2 separate regions of the Pan troglodytes genome follow, and region 2 is linked to region 1. Evidence: chromatin contacts called from public capture Hi-C data. All regions are on one chromosome and are shown on one strand. Each heading gives the region's core, a stretch centred on a gene start, on an enhancer-like site or on the middle of the called end of the contact. The rest is flanking DNA. Distances are from core to core; before and after follow the strand shown. Region 1 overlaps MAML3 (mastermind like transcriptional coactivator 3). Region 2 overlaps MAML3 (mastermind like transcriptional coactivator 3).

Region 1 (2,873 bases), core at 351-2,850:
GGATGATATCCTTATGGCATCCTTCCTGGCAAGGCTTTTAAGCTCCTTTGGGACCAAGACTATGAGTCTTCCCCGTATCCAGCACAGAGCTAGGGCCACAGCTGCAGCAAAATACAGATTTACTGAACTCAACTGACTAATTGGCTGGGATGAATTCTAGCCTAAACCAACATCAGGTATAACTGGAGAGGACAAAATGATGGCCCTATAATGGACAGCTTCTCCGAGCTCCTGAGCTGACCCTCTGCTGAATGTTAAAGAAAGGGTTAAAGTTGGCAGTCCAGTGCTAAATGTGAGAATGCCACCAGCCACAGGAAGGTCAGCCTTTCAAGGCCATTTTTTGCAGGGATAAAAGCAACAAAAATACCATTTGTCCTTATCAGTGCTTTGAACATAGTTACCATAAGTCCCTCCAATGGAAACACAACTTTGAGAGTTATGCTTTTCGTCTGCCTTTGATGTAAGTTATAGAGTCCTTTTGATCCCTTTCTTGTGATTAATTCCACCACCAAAGCAATTCTACACTGGTTAAAAGTTCATTAGTGTACAACAATAGAAGCTTGATTAAATAAATTATGGTACATCCATACCATGAATACTAGGCAGCCAATAAAAATCATGCCTCCTTAGACTATCTAATCACATAGGAAAAAGCTTACCATATATAGTTAAGAAAGGCAGAGGAGGAAAGCAGTTTCTTTTTTTTTTTTTTTTCCTTTATGTCCTCAGGTGTTAAAACTAAAAAAAAAAAAAAAAGCAGTTTCTATAAACACTAGCCGCTGGATAGTCTTGTTAGACAAGAATTATAAGGGATTTTTATTTTTATGCTTTTTCAAATTTTATATGATGAATATATATTACTTTTAGTATTATTTTTAAAAGCTTGTTAAGAATAAGGCTAAACTATTATGGAATGAAATGTAGAGTTTAAGAGGGGCCCAGGTTATGTCTGGGACCTGGACTATTTCTCCCTGAGCCCACCTTACGCTCTAGAGGGTGTAACAGACATGCTTAAGTGGCAGGTCCCCTTTTAAAACCTGTACATGGCTTCCACAACTGGGCTTGGATACAGGTTCAGCAACTAGGTCGGCTTTACATTGCTGCCACAAAGAGCTCCTAAGTCCCAGAGGAAGGGTACTGACCATCTTCCAAGAATTCTTTGGTCTACCTGGACAAGCCTGCTCTCTGTGGCACCACCCAGCTCTCTGTGGCTTTTCTCTGTCTTAGGCTTGAAGCCACAGTGCATGGCCAGAACCAGCCAGACCTTTGGAGTTCAAGAACTCGAGAGGTGGGTGAAAACTGCCATTGCCTCCACAGACTGTCTTCTCTGTGGAAAGAAGACCTGAGTCACCAGGGCTGGGAAACCTGCACCACTGAGACGAGCACAGCCTCTGCCGGCATGCAAGTGGCCGCTGTCAGGACACACGGACTGAAAGTGGTTTGTCAGCTGCTCCATTAGGTTTTTTTTTACCCATATGTTTGCTACCTTTCTTTCCTTGATTTAAAAATAGGGAGGGGGAGCAGTCTCAGCTGTCTTCAGCTGCTAGGGAGATTTTTTTTCCCCTCCTGAGCTACTGTTTCCCCCAACCCGAGCCTTTCTCTCTTATTGTACCCACCCTTTCTGATGAAGTCATCAAAGCAAAGATTGCATAACTGATGCATAGGCCTATCTTGTGTTATACTGGGAGACAGGCCAATGTTTCCGTTAATAGACAAGAGCACCACCACGCTGCCAAATGGAGCTCTCTGCTGCAACCACTACAAGACAGGAAGAAGGGAAGGGAAGCTGAGTGCTCAGGGCATGCTGTGGAGGGAAGGCGAGGGCACTTCCCGCCGTCATCTCCAGAACCGCCACAGCCTTGGGAGGGGGGCTGAGAGAGATCAGTGCTGACTGCCTGAGAAGAGGCCTTCCACAGGCTGCCTTTCTGGTGTCCCCATGTTCTTCCTTCCTTCCTTCCAGAGGCCGTGAGAGGGAGGGCCCATGTCAGCCTGCTCTGCCGGTTTCCCGACTGCTGAACCTGTCTGTGGGAAGCTGGGTTTGACCATGTGATGCTGAGGCTCTGAGAGGAGGGCTACCATTTTCCCCACCCTCGGCCCCCATTCCTATGAGTAGAAGCCTGCCCAGCTGCGGTGGTGGGGTTTGAGGAGGCTAGGACTTAGAGCAGGGAAAAACACAAGGAAGCAGAAAGAAAAACAGAAACACTTAGAAATCTGGGATTGGTACTTCTCCTTATGTAAAGATTGTGGCTGACGACCAGCTTCTTAGAGGAAGCAAGTCTAGGAGAAGGGCTCATACCTGGTCCGTGAGGGCCTATGGGGTATCAGGGCATAAGACCACCTGACCCTGGGCCTTGCATCCACAAGAACCTTGAGTTTAGATTTTTAGACATATTCTTTGAACAAGGTTTTACATATACAGTCACTGAGAAATCCTGAGAGGATTGAAAAATAGCATCTATTTTACAGCTTTAAATTGTGCCCTGAGCTCAGCGTGGTGGCTCATGCCTGTAATCCCAGCACTTTGGGAGGCTGAGGTGGGAGGATTGCTTGAGTTCAGTTCAGGACCAGCCTGGGCAACAGCAAGACCTCATCTCTACTAAAAATAAAAAAATCAGCTGGGCATGGTGGTGTGCACCTGTAGTCCCAATTACTCAGGAGGCTGAGGTGGGAGGATCGCTTGAGCCTGGGAGGTTGAGGCTGCAGTGAGCTGTGATTGTGCCACTGCACTCCAGCTTGGGTGACAGAGTGAGACCCTGTCTCAAAAAAAATTCTGCTCTGTTATTAGATCGGGCTGCTCTAAGTCCATTATCAATTAACATTCTTTATATGTCCTGTGTTTATCTTGTGCATGGTATAATTGCCCTATGCTGTAT
Region 2 (3,342 bases), core at 169-2,668, 76 kb after region 1:
CTGGGAGTTTTCTGGGGACCTTCCAAATCCTACCTGCATCTGAGCTTTGTGACCCTCCCTTTGGATTCTTGCCAAAAATAGTCCAGCAACTGCTCTTCCTTCCCACACCCAGTAAAGAGCGTAGGGCTGGAGGAACCTGGGCAACGGAAGACAAAGGGAATTTTCTACAGAGAGTTTTATATGCTATTTCCATGGCTGTGCTATAGAAATGAAAGAGTATCATTAGGGTTTAGCGTCTAATGAGGCAGCATTAGATAGGCCAAGGAAAAGTCACTCTATGTAAAATATAATTATCTGGAGAAGAAAAGTGAGTGTACTTGGATTTAGACCACATGAGAGCCAAAACCTAATTTTGATGAGAAACTAAAATTCTGGCTATGCAAAAGGCAGACTAGGAAGCTAGAAAGCCCGACTTATGAATAAAAGACAAATAGGTCTGTTCTGGAACTTGGTGTCCACTTAGTATCCATAACATGGATGGTTTGTAAATTCAGGAATAAGGGAAGGTAAGATCCTGAAGTGTACTGTGCTTGCTAAAAGAAACTGTTTTCAGGAATGAATCATTTCTCTTATAACAGGTAAATATGGCCTGCTGAATAATAATAGCCCACATTCATTCAGAGCTTATTATGTGCTAGGCACTTTAAAGTGCTTTATAAATACTAGCTTATTTAATCCTTAAAACAATTTTATGAGATATGGACTATGACATTTGCATGAGAGGTAAAAGTTTCTATTTTATAAAAGAAAAGACACAAAGAAATTAAGTAATTTGCTCAAGATTACAGATAATAACTGGCAGAAAGGAATTCAAATCTGGGCTCCAAAAGCCCAGGTTCTTAATAGATCTATCTCCATAAATTATAAAATTAATACAATGATCAGTATGCAGAGGCCTAGGCAGAATAAGATATTCTGCATTCATGGTGCATTTTTTAAAGGTACTACTACTACTACTTTGTGTTTAGTATATACTTCAGATTCCAGTTCAGGTTTCCAGAATTCAACTGGGACAAAGTTAAAAGTTTTAGTTCAAAACTGAAGTTTCCTCTGAAGACGAGTTTCAGAAATCAGATCCTGGCTCCCTGCCTTGCCTACAATTCATCTTAGACCTCAGGAGATAAACACCAGCTTGAGCAGTAACACAGCAACAATACGGACGACGATGAGCATAATAAATAATACTTCTAACGCTTGAACCCTTGTGCTACCAGGAAAAAAAATAAAACACTCATTGTGTTGAATGGTAGAAATATCACATCTGTGCATATATTCACCCCAGCTCCAATATAATTCTAAGACTGCCAAGCTCTGAGACCTAGAAATGGTGAGTCAGTCAGGAGGGGAGGAAGAGAGGGGGGTGCGAAGATAAAAATAGAGATGTTGATTGCATTGTTACTAATTCAGTTTAGCTCCAACAGCCCAGCGTGGTGAGTCAACAGCAGTGACAAGACACAAAAAAGAAAGAAGCACCGTGCTCTGAGGGGCTGAGCGGAGGGGATGCAGACGGTCACATCAGTAACTTCACGCCAAAATGAAACCCGCAGCATCGAGGCTGTGGTGTGAGTTCAAAAACAAACAAGTGAAAGTGCCGAGGGATAAAATGGGCTGAAATCGATGAGCAGCAGTGCGGCCGACCCTCTGGTAAAAAGCTGCCTTTTGTAAGAATCCCCTGATTGTGGGGGATGGGGCCTGCAGATCGTGAGCTTAGAGGCCAACTTACACCATTCAAACAGAGTATTGTTTTCTCTGGGGTATAAGGCTTACTGTGATTCCAGACATGTCGCCATGGCAGCGGTGGGGGAGGGAGAGAGGAAAGGAGGAACAGATGGGGGTCACCAAGGTCCTAATTCTCATGCAAGGGCCCCCATGGCTCAGCCCTTTCTCCTTGAGAAGTCCAGTGTTGTGCTGCATCTTCTTTCAAGACACCACTGATGTCAATCCAATTCAATTTAATAGATCTCGAGTGCCTACTAAGTGTAGGTCTTTCACTTCTAATTAACATTAGCATCTGTTAAAATACCTAACCTCTGCTTGGTTCTAGAAAACTAAAAGGGAGAAAAAGACCTAGATTCCACGCTCTCAAAATTTATCTTGTCCTATTCCCAAACTGTGTGGCTATACAGGTTAAAGATACATAACCACACGGAGGGAATATAATGAATGGATGTATGTGAATGTGCTAGTCATTCCTAAATGCTAACTTTATGTTACAATTAGAAAGAATGAGAGTCCTTTTGCATTCTTAGAGTCTACTGTGATGGTCTTCCTCCTTCTAGTTTGTCGCCTGTGTACAACAAAGGCTAGGTGCTAGGCGACCCTTCTGAAACATACCTCTGCCATGATGTCACTCTGACTACCTTCAATGGTGATCCAACACCATTAGCTTGGAAATCAAGATCTGCCGTAGCTGGTTCTGATCCTATCTACCAGTCTTCCTCTTCTGTTGTTCAAATGCTTCTATGTACTTAGAAGGGTGTAATAGGTAGAATGAATGGATGGATGGATGGACGAATCATAAAACAGACAAACAAACATCAAAAAACTCACTTCCATCTCCATTTGTTGGCTCAGGGGTCACCATATCTCCCCTTCGAGAATAATTTTTTTTCCGTGGCTTTCATCCATGCAAATTCTGCCAGGGTCTAGGTTATACCTCAAAATCCATATGATCCAAATGAAACCCATGACCTCCACCTTCTGTATGTCAGTGACTGGGACCACTGTCGTCAATCTGGTTTCATAAGCCAGAAACCTAGGTTCCATCCCCATTTCCAAATATTGCCAAAGCCCTTTCACTGTCACCTCCTCCATATATATCACCTCCCTCTGTTTACATGTCCTATCCCTCCATTCAGTGATTTTTCAGATCAGAGGACTGAAGTCACCTCCAAATGAATCTCTTCACATCTACTCCCCTCCATCAGTTTTCTATGCCGGGTTAGGGGGATGCTTTAAAATGATCCTATCACACTCCTGCTTGAAACTCTTCAGTGACTTTCCACAGCTCTCAGGAGAGTGGGCAGAATCTTACCACCAACGCTGAAGCCATCTGACCAGTATGTCTTCCAGCTTTGCCGCACCCCACTTTCCTCTGGCTCTCTGCACTGGCCTCCTGGCAGCTCCACCTGCTCACTGTGTTCCTCCCAGCCTTGGGGACTCACTGTACTGCTTCTTGTAGTTATGACTTCTTGTAGCTGGAATGCTCTGCCTCAGCACCATCCCCAGCTCATCTCATCTGCTGGTATAGTGGTTTTCAAACTTGAGGGTCTATCACAATTGCCTGGTGGGTTTGTTAAAATGCCACAATACTGGGCACCACTCCTGAGAATTTCTGATACT

What was found. Capture Hi-C pulls out chosen DNA fragments and counts their contacts.
Region 2: a capture Hi-C map of stem cell-derived neural stem cells shows a contact between it and region 1, with 4 times the contacts expected there. The contact joins two enhancer-like sites. A contact is called at or near these places in 1 of 7 Hi-C or Micro-C datasets (stem cell-derived neural progenitor cells), 1 of 1 datasets of contacts at active chromatin or transcription factors (stem cell-derived excitatory neurons) and 1 of 1 other capture datasets (stem cell-derived neural stem cells).

What each region holds. Positions count from the first base shown.
Region 1 is chr3:141,197,546-141,200,418 of NHGRI_mPanTro3-v2.0_pri, forward strand. The region is part of intron 2 of MAML3 (mastermind like transcriptional coactivator 3); the gene reads right to left. It overlaps LOC134809809 (a long non-coding RNA gene), which reads left to right. Exons shown (of 2, transcript XR_010156348.1): 2 at 1,228-2,873. Among named protein-coding and RNA genes, the nearest start is that of MGST2, 77 kb to the left of the region's middle. Within about 2 kb of position 1,601, at least 14 of the 24 cell types and tissues checked have an H3K27ac peak or open chromatin away from gene starts, as enhancers often do. A contact at or near this core is called in stem cell-derived neural stem cells, where this site is marked.
Region 2 is chr3:141,273,238-141,276,579 of NHGRI_mPanTro3-v2.0_pri, forward strand. All of the region lies in intron 2 of MAML3 (mastermind like transcriptional coactivator 3), which reads right to left. Among named protein-coding and RNA genes, the nearest start is that of MGST2, 150 kb to the left of the region's middle. Within about 2 kb of position 1,419, at least 18 of the 24 cell types and tissues checked have an H3K27ac peak or open chromatin away from gene starts, as enhancers often do. A contact at or near this core is called in stem cell-derived neural stem cells, where this site is marked.